Linked DNA regions of Zea mays: region 1 is linked to region 2. A link is a contact called in public Hi-C data. All regions are on one chromosome and are shown on one strand. The core of a region is the stretch at or near the end of the contact, and the rest is flanking DNA. Distances in the headings are between cores, read along the strand shown.

The links. Hi-C and Micro-C count contacts between places; a contact is called where the count stands out from the background.
Region 1: a Hi-C map of tassel shows a contact between it and region 2, with 2.3 times the contacts expected there. The contact joins the promoter of LOC100192866 here to the enhancer-like site in region 2. A contact is called at or near these places in 2 of 25 Hi-C or Micro-C datasets (ear and tassel).

Annotation. Positions count from the first base shown.
Region 1 is chr4:152,142,532-152,150,094 of Zm-B73-REFERENCE-NAM-5.0, reverse strand. LOC100192866 reads right to left here and starts at 4,667. Exons shown (of 11, transcript NM_001358594.1): 1 at 4,339-4,667; 2 at 1,911-2,582; 3 at 1,796-1,821; 4 at 310-384. The coding sequence starts at 2,538. It overlaps LOC103653834 (a long non-coding RNA gene), which reads right to left and starts at 6,418. Exons shown (of 2, transcript XR_565747.1): 1 at 5,274-6,418; 2 at 4,944-5,143.
Region 2 is chr4:151,556,630-151,563,277 of Zm-B73-REFERENCE-NAM-5.0, reverse strand. No RefSeq gene overlaps it. Among protein-coding and RNA genes, the nearest start is that of LOC109939235, 66 kb to the right of the region's middle. Within about 2 kb of position 2,702, at least 20 of the 20 cell types and tissues checked have an H3K27ac peak or open chromatin away from gene starts, as enhancers often do. A contact at or near this core is called in ear and tassel, where this site is marked.

The DNA of each region.
Region 1 (7,563 bases), core at 3,418-5,917, 580 kb before region 2:
CGACAAATTCTATGCCGTATCAAGCTAAAAAGCATGGACCCAATCGGTATATGCTAAGATCAATATATCAGCACAAGAAATGGTGAACACTGATCAATCCAATCTGGCAAAAAAGAAATGAAGTAAAATGCTATACTCAGAGTTCAGGTCAATGAAACACCAAACATGTAATAAAGAATCACAATATGTAAAGAACAAACAGTCCTCAGAGGAATTCAGATGAATATTACAGAGCCATTAACATGTAGCACATATACAGGAATGCAGTTCAAAAGTATATACAGGTGAAGAGGGTCGAAGTAGTCTTACTTGTATCGCATTATGTTTGCTTTCGGCCTTTTTGTCTAGATCTTTTTCAGAAAATGACATCAATTCCTCCATGCTCTGCATACAACAGCACAACTCTATTAGTGGGCCAATAAGAAATGAAATAACAAATTGAAATATATATGCACAGCCATGGTTATTAAAACGTCGTTTAAACGACGATTAAGCGTCGTTTAAACGCTAAAACGTGATTAGTGGCTGGAACGTCTGCACGTTTTTCAAAAACCGCGTAGAACGTCCGTTCTGGACGTTTAAACGACGTTAAAACGCCAGAACGTCCGTTCTGGACGTTTTTGCTGTTTTGTGGACGTTCTACGCGCCTGTATACCAGTGGGCCTTAATGGGCCGCCTTTACCCACCCAGCCGGCCTGCTATCCACCGCGCCCAAGAGCAGCCAGAGGCCTTGCGCGCTCCAGCCATCGCGCGCAGACGCTCCAGCCGCCAGGAGCCGCCAGACGCCGTCGGCCGCTCTCCAGGGCTCCAGGTATGCCGCCCCCTCCTCCATCCTCCCTCCTCCATCCACCCTCCAGGTAGGCCGCTCTCCAGGGCTCCAGGTATGCCGCCCCCTCCTCCATCCTCCCTCCTCCCTCCTCCATCCGCCCTCCAGGTATGCTGTCGCCGTCGGCCGCCCTCCAGAATCCAGATAGATTAGCTGTAGTGCTGAATCCCTTGGCTGCTGATTCCCTTAGTATAACCAGTGTGATAAACTTGAATCCCTTGGGCCTTGGCTGCTGATGTTCATAAACTGCTTAGTATAACCCAGCATCACAACCCAGCAACGAATTTCAATTGCAAATTTGCAATGGCAACAAAGTGTGGCAGTGTTGCAGGCTACTGTGTGTTGCTGATGTTCATTCCACTGTGTGTTGCACTGTTGCAGCTAAAGTGTGGGCTGTGTGGCAGTGAATTTCAATTGCAATGGCAGTGAATTTCAATTGCAGGCTACTGTGTGTTGCTAATGCTATTTGGTTTGTGAACTCAACTTATGTATGAATTTATTCTATATTTGAAATTCTATGTAAAGTCTGAAAAGACGTTTCAACGTTCGTTTAAACGTTTAAACTTTGAAAAGTTGGTTCATAACGTTTTAACGTTTTACCGTTTTAATAACCATGTGCACAGCTATATTAGTAAGCCAAGAGGAAAATGTAATAACAGATGACACTATGCCCTATATCATTTGGAGTTTAATTATGTTTTGGTTGCAAAACTTGTGCGTAATAGTTGTATAAGCTTGCTTTAGGTTCTCCACCAGTCTCAGTGGTTTGCAACATGCACTACGGGAACCCTCTCGTAGGAGTGTTGTGTAACTCAATTCCTCTTAATGAAACATTTGCTAAGGCATCACCAAGGCATGTTCTCGAAAAAAAACTCTAAACGATAAAGCCTAAATGCTAAACCCTTTCACTATATTTGTGACAGTTAGGAGTGGCAGAAAATATATAATAAAAAACAATTTCATCAGTACCTTCTTAATATCATATCCACAGCTGCCTGCAAAATGAAATTTAAAACAATCAAGACATTTCTTGGTATATGAAATGAATGGGTGAAAATACAGGTCAGGTAGAAGACATGCTAACCTAGAACTTCATGGATCAATTCTTTACTGAGCTTAAATCCTTCACCAAGCATGCAAAACAGAAACTCCTCAACATCCCTGTTATTCAAAGTCTCTCTCCTCGGTGCAGAGTCAGATTCATCAGATGTCACCTTAAAATCATCCCGCATGTACTCTGGCAGTTCAACCCTAAGAGGTTTGCCTTTTTTTGATGCTCTACTCGCTGTTGTTGTAGCCCTGATAGACTCTTTTCTTAACATGCTGGAGACAGTACCAAATGCAGCACTAGACTTATGCAGATTTTCAGGCATTTTTGTGTGATCTGAATTCTCGAAATGATTTTCTTCAACTGCCTGCTCAGTACGGAGAAGAGTTCTTGGTTGGCTTGAATTGTCCATACAGTTTTCTTCAACTGCCTTGTCAGTATGGGAAAGGTTAGCCTCGACACTTGACTCAACATCTTTGGTATGAGGCAATGAATGTTGAAGGTCGTATAAGAAATCTCCAGCTTTGTTAACATCGCCATTTGCTTTGATATATGCATCAGCTATATCATCAAGTGAAAAGGAACTGCTGAACATATCAAGCAATGTACCAAGTGCCCTGGTTTCATCATCACTGGATGAGGTCAGTGCCTGGGATAGATCCATGGTGAGGACCTTCCCAAAAGGGTACCTCTTATGAACTGTCAGACCTGCCCAACAAAAGAAGTGTTTATCACATGATAAGTATGACAGAGTATAGCATTACTGTTATCACTTATCAGCACACAAAAGAATTGTAAACAAATATTGTTGAGTTGCTTAAATACATGATAAAGTGCCAATTTCATGGTAAACTTATTTATATACTACACTAAACAAGCTAACAAACTAAGCTTAGCAGAAAATGTTCAATACGATATGATAACCTGTTGTGTTTTGTAGTTCTTCCAAGGTGCTTTTTGGTTTGAGGAAATGGTGCAAGAACCACTTGTGCTGTTGTGCATAGGTATAATAGCAAAATTGAAGGTATCAAACAAACTCAAAGCAGTCTGTGCAAAGTACAAAGTATTTGCCTTTGGTCATAATTTCTGGACAGCAACGTCTAATCCTTGAAGAATTTATATGCTATTAGAAGTCATCACAGATAAGCATGAAGGATCACAGCAAAAGCATGATAAGGATTCCTCTCAAACACATTCATCAACTAATCACACATTAATGAAAACGTTATCTACGGACATAAATACTGTCAAAATTGGCATAGAATGATCAGGACCAGGAAAGGGAACATAGAGTTGCCTCCTGAACTAAGTAACATGACCGACAACCAAAATGTTAAAATAACCCCACATGTAAAAAATTGAAAAGAGAGGAAAGAATCCAAGCAACATGGCAAAATTGGACATCACTCTGTCAGTTTGTCTCTGCATGGTTCAAGCACAGGTAGATGAGCAATAAACTCCTAGTGGACAGATGATCATCACACTCCAATGCAGATGTGCAAGCAATGTTGCAGCCCTACCATACCCAAACTACAAAATACATCGGCCGGAAGAGTCGAATAAGAGAGGAATCCAAGCGTCAGAAATACTAGCATAGTAGCATGTCATGATAGAGTACGCAAATAACCAACAAATGACAGCAACCACATCTTCACGCATCTTACAAAATTAGGGCCCAACATGTTAACATAAATGAAAAAATAAACTGTGAAAAATCAAATGATCGATCAAGAGTTCAACCAAGGAAATCGCGAGTTGAGCACAAGGGCCGTAGTAAAGCAGACAGAAACGGCATTGCCCAGACTCAGTATCCTGGGCAGCAAAATGTTTACAAGTTACCCAAAAACGGGGGAAAACACTATAAGCTACCTGCTCCGGTGCGGGTGCCTTCTAATAAGAGAATCCACACCCAAACCCTCCAATGTCGAATCAAACGACCACGGGTGAACACACAACACGAGCACCAAAACTGAAATCGAGCGCAGGCTGGAAACTAAAATCAGAGAAATTACAAAACAGCATGACCACCCAGACTCAGAGTCCTTGGGCAGCAAAATGTTTACAAGTCACCCAAAAACGGGGGAAAACACTATAAGGTACCTGCTCTGGTGTGGGTGCCTTCTAATAAGAGAATCCACACCCAAACCCTCCAATGACGAGTCAAACGACCAACGGGTGAACACACAACACGAGCACCAAAACTGAAATCGGAGAAATTACAAAACAGCATGACCTCTCAACACCGATGCAGCCCCCCCCCCCCCCCCCCCCCCCCCCCAAAAAAAAAACAAAAAAAAAACAGAAACGAGCCGGAGATACCTACACTTAGCTAAACAACCGCGGGACACCATGGCGGAGCAAAGCGCACGAGATCAACCTCCGCCCCCAAACAAAGCAAGGCCGCAGTGGGGTTCTAGTGCATTCTACAAGGTTCGGGAGTGAGTGAGGGAGGGAGGGGGCTTACGGCTTGTAGGGACGACCCTCGCCGCACGCGGGCCGCTCCACAGCACACTCCGCCCCCGCTGCTGCTCGCCGCGGCCCTTTCCTGTTGCTTGTTGGTTTCGCGTGTACGCTGGGGACTTTAAAGGGAGAAAGAAGTGGTCTGGCCCACCTGGAAGTGGTGGTCGAAGTTAAATCGAGGGCGGAAGGCGTTTTAATTCGGGGATACGATGGATCCGTCGTGGTCTATTGAGGTCTAGGTGTTCATCCGTAATTCCGATTTGGGGCCCTCCCGCTCCGCCTTTCCCCCATTTTGCCGCTGTTCGTATGGTGATAGGGTGATGGCTGTCATTCGGTTTGGGTTCACTGTACCTTTAACGGTCTCAAGTTTCCAGCATGGAAACACGAGAATCAAAAGAAATTATCAGTTGTTTTCGAACGAGGGATTGTCAATAATGTCCCGATCCTCGGATTACCGATGATAAGTCTCCATCAAACCTGGGTTGGGGTCCTATTTCGATTTGTATTACTAAAGATTCTGAAATCTGGATTATATGGCATGAAAAGGAATTAAAGATTTTAAGAGTTTGCCTCACTATTTTGCATGCCTGTTTGGATAGTGTACAGATATTTTTATCAGAATCCCAAAATCTTTGACACGGCCCTTGAAAAGGATAGAAGTGTTACAAAATATTGTTGTGATCAATTCAACCCCAAGGGACACACCCCTTGGGTAGTACCCTTACAGTTGTATATATTCACAAACTCTCTACAATAAAGCAACTGTTACTGTCATTTGTCTCTGTCCTTTCTCCCTTTACCACTGAGCACTGCAAAATAGTTCAACACGTTATCAGCATTGTCTCAAAGGGAAATCAGAGGAAGAAGGAAGAACACTTGTTGTTCTTGACAAGAACAATAACAGCAATCTGCAAATCAACAGCAAGGTATGGAGCATACCATTTCCATGCGCATACGTCGTATGCACGAAGTTCTACACACTGTTGATGATGCGATGTTGGAGGCGTTCGCCACTGGGCAAGCCGCAGCGCTTCCACCAGTGCACTGTGCACGAGATCCCTAAACGCCGCGTGCAAGTGCAAAACGTGCACTTCTGCGTGCTGCATGGGTGGGCAGCGGTCGTCCCACTGCCGGTGGTGGAGTGCGGCCTCCCCACTGCATCCCCGTCACCACCGGTGCTGGTGGTTGACGCGGGGTCGTCTGCATCTGCCCCCATGAAAGTCGATTTGGCGGCACCACCGCCGCCTCCACCCACTGCAGGGGCAGTTGAACGTCGTTCCCCTTTGCCGCCGGCATCGGTGCTTGTTGGAACCATCGCTTCCCGTCGTGGACAGCCCCCTCGCGTCGTCGACGCTCCACGAGGACGCGTCATCTTCACTGGCCACCGCCCAAACGGGGTGGCCCTATCTTCCTACCCCAATGGGAGGGCCTAATGGCCCTCTGTCCGGCCAGTGGCGGTTGCCATCACGACGGCCGGTTGGGGGGAGGGGGTGGGGGAGTGGGATCGCCTGGAACATCAAGGTCGGCCTAGGCGCGGGCGAGGCCATCGCGCGGGCAAACGGTGGGACTCGGCCAAGAGCGAGCAGCACCGCGACTCGGGCCAAGCGAGTGCCACGCTAGCTCCCTAGAGCGGCCACGGATCTGCCCTATGGCGGGCGTGCCTCCCTGCGCAGTACAGCTCACAGCGCGGTCTCCTGGCGAGGCCGCGGCGGCCCAGGGTGCGGGTACCGGCCGGCGGTGCGAGGTTGCGGCGACCCGGACGCGGGCACTGGCCGGTGGTGACCCGGACGCGGGCACTGGCCGGCGGTGCGAGAACTCGGCGGCCATGCGGATGCACGGCTCCCTGCGTGGGTCGCGTGCTCGACGTGGGCAACGCCGGCCTAGGCGCGCGGTGCTGCTCCCCGGCGTGGAGCAGAAGGCGTGCTTCGGCCACGACCGCGCACCACCGCGGCTCAGGCAAGGCGCGCGGGTGCACGGAGGACTCCAGCCAGGCACACACGCTGGCTCCCTGGCAGTCAACGGCGGATGGCTTCCTGGCGGCGGCTCGGGAGTGTTCCCTGGTGGCGACGGCGGCTAGGGCGATTAGGGTTGGCAAACCCTAACCGCCCCCATTTAAAATGGGTGTGCTGGCTTCTGATGGGCCGCCTGGGCCGGCCAGCCAGGCTGGGCCGGCGTGCAGGCCACCAGGCCGCTGCCTGGTCCGCCTGGCAGGCCGCCTGGGTTACTTTCAGGAGCCCAATATGGCCTGTTTTATCATTTTAATTCTGAAATTTCAGTATAAGACTATGTTTTATATGTCATTTCAGTTCAAACTTATCTTAGTCGTCTAAATTCGTTATTTAGACTGCATATATTGTACAGACCTGTCTGTTTTATTGTGAATATAGTAGACTTTAGTTTGTGAATTATTTTTGTATTTACATTTATAATTCACATATCTCTACTTGCTATTATTTTCGCATTCTTTTATGTTTGCATATAAATATAGCATTTATTAAGTTCATACTTAATAATACTCATGCAAAATAAAATTACCTTATTTTGGATTAAGGGCATAGGGAGATAGAGTCCTAAGCAATGGCTGTGCTAAATTCTTTATAGAGTTTAGTAGCCCAGAGACCGTGCTTCAGGCAGCATTTTAAATGCCTATCTCTATGAGGTCTACATATTTCGGGATGGATACCTATACGTGCTATCCAAAATAACAGGATATGAAGTTCTTGAATATTACTTTGATAATTAATCGAGCATGGGTAGTGGAGATCTAAGCATTGGTTGCGGTTTGTTCATCCATGAACTTATCAGCCCAGAGACCGTGCTTTTAGGCAGCAAGTTTCTTGCCCACTACTAGGAGATCTACCTTATTAATTTGAGGATTATCTATACAATGCTCACTAATATTCAAAGTATTTATTCAATTAGAAGGTTTGGAACCTTCAGACAACTCATATCACATGTAATTTTAAGGTTTTTGCATTTGAACTTACAACATCACCATTGTGACTATTAATTTATGCGTAAATTAATGGATGTACATGGTCATGAATGTAGGAACATGTCAACTAAAAAGTTCGAGGCACTCACCCTTGATGGGCATAACTACCCAACTTGGGCTTCAGATATTGAAATAACTTTTGCTTCTTGTGGGATCATTGATGCTATAGCAACACCTATCACGGGTACTGCTCTAGCAAATGAAGTGAAAAAGAACACAACACTTTTCCTTTTG
Region 2 (6,648 bases), core at 1,453-3,952:
ATTATTAATTCTAGGTAGGCAAATATAAGGGTCAAGGCTAATGGGACTTAGGTTTGTACATCCACTCACTAAAATAACACTTATAATATTCGTGTTATAAACAGGCACATATTGTTGATTCCAGGCAAGCAAATACAAGGATAAAGGGAAACCATGCTATACTCACTTTGTTCTTGTTACCACACTCAAATCCAAACGAACTCCTAGGTGCAAAAACAATTGCATCTCTGCAACCATGTGGAAGAAGGATTCTCAATGCGTTCATTGATGGCTTTGTCTTCTCCTTATTCGTCATTAGCAAAAGATTGGAGGAGGTGAAACCCACCGCACGAAATGCTTGTATGGTCGTCTCTCTCTACAAGTCATTAAAAAACATGTATGTTACATCAAACTTATTAGGATCATCTATCACTAAAAGAAAAGACATCATTTATGGTCCTAAATAGGTTGATAACACCAACTTATTAATAATTTAATAACATATAAAAAACTCTAGTGTTATTAGCGTGATTAACTGGATTAGTTTAAAAATCCATAATGTTATTTTTAAAAAGAAATTAAAATAAAAAACCACTTTAAATAGTGTCGATATGATTCAAACGCATAGCGTCTTAGCGCGTGATTGGTTAACTGCTCCGCGGGTACAGCTGCACCTGCGGATCATTAAAGCACTGTGTGTTCGGTAACAAGCTCTACGCATGTAGATCAATGTGATGTAAATCAGAGCACGCATGCAGGCCGCGCCTGTCGTCATAGTTGATTAGTTGCCCAAATGGAGATGCACGAATTTCGAGATGCTTTTTTAGTATGTTTTTCTTATACCTTTTAATTAAAAGATTTAATCATCGAACCGATTTCATATTTATGTTTCTGATATTTTTACGAATAAAATTAGACCATACATGGTGTATAATCTTTGAACATTTATTTATATGGTCTTCTCTAGTACACGTCTGACACAAACAACCAAACACTAGTTGTATTTGATCTGAATATACCAATACAAACAACCAAACAAAAACCTATGCACAAAGAGCCAAACTGCTCAAATACGAGCCAGGCTACCGGCCTACCGCTGTACAGCAACCAATCACACGGATATAGTAATACATATAGTACAACACTGCGGTATTTGGTTGCATTGTGTGCATGTCATTCAATCGGTTGTCCAAAATAAACACGTACGTACACGTGAGGTTTGATCAATCTTTTTCATGTGGGTCTGCGATGCAAGTGGTGATGGAGGCGATATCTTATCTGTATATGCTGAGGTACCTCTATAAAAATCGAAATACCGTAAGGCCGTTGTCCGGTGTGTTGCGTGTCGGTGAAAACCCACAAACTAGTTGTGGGGCGAGCCGCGAGCAGCAACCAGCGCTACCGTCCTGTTGTTGTGGGGCTTGGTTGATGATCTTGCACTTAGGGATGGCAACGGGTAAAATATCCGCGCATATTGTCTCTGGACATCCATATCCACGACTTATATCTAATATTCGAACCCTACCCGTTACCCGCCATAGATAACAAACAGTATCCACATCCGTTACCCGCGAGTAACGTATATCCGCGGATATATCTGTTTGCCCACTAGACATACAAAATATTTAAATCCAGCAAATTCAAATATGATATCATATTTGTCCAGCAAATTTAAATATGATCTTGTTGAGTGCCACCACTAGGGGTTTCCATGGCAGCGGTAACGCATTGAATTAATAAAAGTAACAATCAACAAGTCGTTGAATCTGAAATAATCTGTAATTGCATTTGGGTGAGAAAAACAATCAACAAGTCGTTGCATCTAGAATAACCTGTACTTTACACCAGGACAGCCGCGCAGGAGCCGGGGACCGAGGGAAGGTAGCACGCGCAGGGACTGAGGGGAGCAGGCCGCAGGAGCGCTGCAACTGGGCACAGAGCGCAGGCGCGCGGGGAGTCAGCGATGCAGGGAGCCAGGGACTGAGGATGAGCTGCGCAGGGAGTCAACGATGCAGGGACTGAGGACGAGCTGGAGATCTGCGCTCTGTGCCCGGGAGCCGCGCAGGAGCCAGGGACCCGGACCGATAGGGGGCAGTGGCTGCGGGAGTCTGGGAGAGGTGAGATGGAGTGTGCGGCGGCGGTAGGAGTGGGCGACGGCGGTAGGAGTGGGCGAGTGGGAGAGGACAGAGGAGAAGAGAATGAGACCGGAGAATGGACTGGCGGAGCGAGGGCTTCGCTGGATTGCTGGAAGCCTGGAGATTGGAGAACGCTTGTGGCCTTGTGGGCTATGGCCCGTGGGCCTGCGGGACTGGTGTAATTTTGACGGATATTCGGGTAATTGAGTATGGATATTGATTTTTTGTATTCGTTTTAAAAATATCCACGGATATCAAGTGCTACCCGTATCCATATTCATGGATACAGACTTGTACCCAAAATCATGCCCAACGGGTTTTTTATCCACGGGTACGCGGATAAATGACATTCATTGCCATCCCTGCTTGCACTTACACGCCCATAATCCTTCTCGCTTGTTGGACACCGTCGGTCACCATTGTTGGACAAGGCCTTGCAGTCAAGCGGGCCGTGGGAAGCTTTCCCTGGGCCGTCGGGATTTATGCCATCTGCAAGTGAAGCCCGCTAAGAATTCGCATGGCCCAGAGCCCCATACGCACTCAAGCCTGAACTGAATGGCTCCTTCCAGTTGCTCACTGCCTGTTGATGCCTCCTGCCCTAAATCCTGAAGAACTAGGCATCAGCTGTTCAGCGCGCACACACGTGACGCGTCCCGGTGCTGTACTTCCGGCGAACGGAGAAAAGCATGACACATAGGGTCGGTTTGTTTCAGCTTATAGATTATATAATCTGGATTATAATCTAAATTATATAATTTAGATATATTATAATCTCTATATGTAGTTATTTGATAGTTTAGATTATACAAATGTAGATTATTCACAAAGACAACAATATTATTATTGTTTATTTGAGGTAAGAAAAGAATGATAGCATATATTGTAATTTCTATTTCCATTACCATGAATAGTGGATCTTTTGTCAAAATAATCTCAAATAAACTAGTCTTGAGAAGATTATGAGATTATCATAATCTGGAGTTTAGATTATATAATCTAAATCCATAATCTATATGTTCGTTTAACTATTGATTATTTGTACTGTATTATATAAGGCATGTTTGGTTCACTACCTCAGTTGCCACATTTTGCCTAACTTTTCTGCCTAAGGTTAGTTATTCAATTCGAACGACTAACTTTAGATAAAGTGTGGCACATTTAGCCACAAACCAAACAGGCCCATAATCTGGAGAGATTATAATCTAAAACAAACAGTGCCATACTACTATCGTCTAACGTTCTTTCCGGCTCTGCTAGCGGCCGGAGAGGAGAGCGACGTGGCGAGCTTGCACAGAGGGCTGCGCGGCGCCGGCGAGCTCTCGGCGAACGCCGGGAGTGTGTGCACGACCAGGGCATAGGGCGTAGCGACGAGCGCCGAGCGGGCGTGGTGAGCTCGCGACCGGTCGGGGAGCGGGCGCAAACGCGGCGGAGTGTTAGCACACCACTGATGCTAGGGAACTGGCACTCAGGGAGTTGCCTTGAGTAGGAAGAAGGGGAACGAGTTACAGGGTTCAGATTACAATAATAAGTATTTTTCTCTAGCGCAAACGCGGCGGAGGGCGGCGCGGGATCTCCCTGCCGGCACGACCAGCGATGCAGCGAGCTCACATCACAGCGAGCGTGTACGGCAGGGAGGTGCGGATGGTGGCGAGGAGGGCGACGAGGCGAGCGTGCGCGGCCTGCACACAGAGGGCGGTGCGGCGAGCAGGCAGCCGGCGTAGCGAGCGACGAGGCTCGCTCGCTCGCAGCGCGGTACGTGAGCGTGCCAGGCTGAGGTGGAGGGCGGCGCCGGCGCGAAACGCGGCAAGCTGGCCGGCCGGCGGCCGCCACCGCGGTGAAGCCGAAAGAGGCCCGCAACTCGCGCCTATGCGCCGGTTGTCAAGGTGTATATCCCTGCTCCGCGCCGTGTTTCTACGGTACCTCCATGCATCTCCGATCCACCTTGTCGCAACGCATGACCTTGCGTTGCGAGCCTGCACTGCACTGCACGCACGAGAACGGCCCCCATGGCGACGCGCTCACATGGCCTTCCGCCAACCACTAGTGTTGACTTGAACAAAAACACATTAAAAAAGAAAAGAGGATCGCTTCGTCAGATCAGAATCAGACAGAGCGCCTCGATCTCCAATCAAAAGACCAGACTCCAGAGCACCTCCGGACTAAAACAAAAAAACAAATTACAAATACGCCTCCTCCTCCGGATGCGTACTTGCGAGGCCAAATCAAAGATATCCTATTGTTCGTTCGGGCCGGCTCATCTCCCTGTCTGTCGGTGACATCATCTGGTCTGGGATTAACTAACGATGAGGCTGCGACTGCGAGGAGACAGAAACCCTGCACCTGCTAGCTTCCAGATAAGATCGTTATGGCGTAATGTATAATCTAATTAGTACGTGCTAAACAATGCAGAGCGGCAGGCTTAGCGCATGTAATCATTGCGTGTTTGTGGTGGCTGCGCGCACTACTTGTACGTTCATGATTGCGCATTGCGTAATCCGGAGGGTTGGATCAGGATGCCACGATTAAACTATATAGTATGCATGTTTGTATGTCGAGCGGGCCCAGCTCCTACTATGGTGGAGTAAATTGTTTGCTACCAACTTCGTGCCTGTGATCGGTGTGTTTATCGGTGGGTGTTACTGTTAGAATTATAGGCATTTTCCGTACCATTTTAATTCCATAAATTAACATTATGATGATGACATATAATAAATAATTAACCATAGAAATCGTGATCTCAAAAATATCCATAACAATATGGATCATGAGAACAGCAAGCATATGAAGCATGTAAATCATATAAATAAAATAAGTATATAAGCATGGTTCATGGTTTATTGCGGAACAACTGGAAATAAACAGATAACAATATAAACAGGATGACTGTAAAATTAAGACAAACAGATATAACATATTATAATACGATAGAGCAAAGCTACATACGACATATATAATATGCAGAATATAAAACTGTAATGAACTGAATTGATCATACCCTCTCATGCGTTCCGAGGATCCTGATCCTTGCCCAACTTCTCTTGTCATCCGATCGAGTTGAAGACGCCAAGAACCAGCGATGAAGACAGATGTTGGGCAGTCGCGAAGACGCTCCCCAAAAACCTAATTGCCGATCCCCCGTGCAAGGTCTCGAACGGCAAGGGCTCCGGAGGCACCTGCCCTCTCGCTTCTCTGTGCGCGCAGAGTCACGAGATGGAAATACCCTCACTCGGCGCTGGACTGTGTTCTGAAAGTGTGTTCTCGCGTGTACCGAGTGACAGGGGTGCTCCTCTATTTAACCTCTCGCAGAGGGAAGCTGAAGGAGAAAGGTCGCCGAGTCACGCCAAGAGTCGGCCAGCTCTAGCCGAGTTATGTCATGAGTCGGCCAGCTCTTGCCGAGTCACGCCATAAGTCGGCAGAGAAGGAGAAGGGTCACTCGGCTGGCTGACGGAGAGACAGAGTCACTCGGCAGACGAAGAGACAGGGTCACTCGGCTGACGCGGTTAGTGAGTGCTAAAAATTAACACAACCACACCACGCCCGCTCGCCTGCCTGCCTCGCCTCGCCTCGCCTCGCCACGCCACGCCACGCCACGCCCGGCCCGACCGGCGGCGGCGGCGGCGCGCGCGCGCGCGTGTGGCACGCCCTTGTCCATTTCTTGACTTCTCAAGTTAAGTGGAATAAATCCCACCATATAAGTCAAGGCAAAAGACCCTTGGACTTCCAATGTGGTACTATTGGTATTCTCCACCATTACACACCATAGAGTTTATTCAATAAATGGGCCAAGCCCATAAAAGATCCAACAATCCCCACCAAACTCTAGGGTTTGTAATGGTGAAGTATCAGAATCACAATCCTTTGATATACCAGTGTTTCGATGGAGACTGTTAAGTTGAACATCCATCTAGAATGAGAGTTTCACTTATTCACAACTGAACAATGGACTATGCCTTGAATTGACAGTTTTGTGCGAATTAAGATTCACTCAAATCCTTTGCTGATACTAGGCTGCAGAAGGGTATTCCCGCTGTTTAGAAGCATATAAGTCACACTTCAGTGCCTTTCATGAGTATTTAGGGATTACCCAAATCCCATAGACTGTGACTAGCAGTCTGACTCATATAGGTGTATTCCTCAGAAGATGTTCTGTAGGACAACATCTCACCTTTATAAGACTCTTGGAATACATTAAGGTAAAAACCATCCTGCCTTACAGATAGGAAAGATGTGCATCAGAAATGAGTTAAAGAAGGGATCTTTCCTCACAATCTACTCCTAGCTTGTTTCTCCACTCTACTTCACGGGATCTCCGATCACATAGAGCAGGTTACCACTAGAGTAGATCTCACATGGGTCTCATACCCATTTCCCTCGATGCACTTTCTATCACATTGCGTGATAGACCCTTAGTGAATTGATCTGCCAGATTATTTGATGTGTGGACATAATCCACAGTAATAACTCCGGAGTTTTTCAACTTTCTCACAGATTTCAATCTCCTCTTAACATGCCTTGTAGACTTCATGTTATTCCT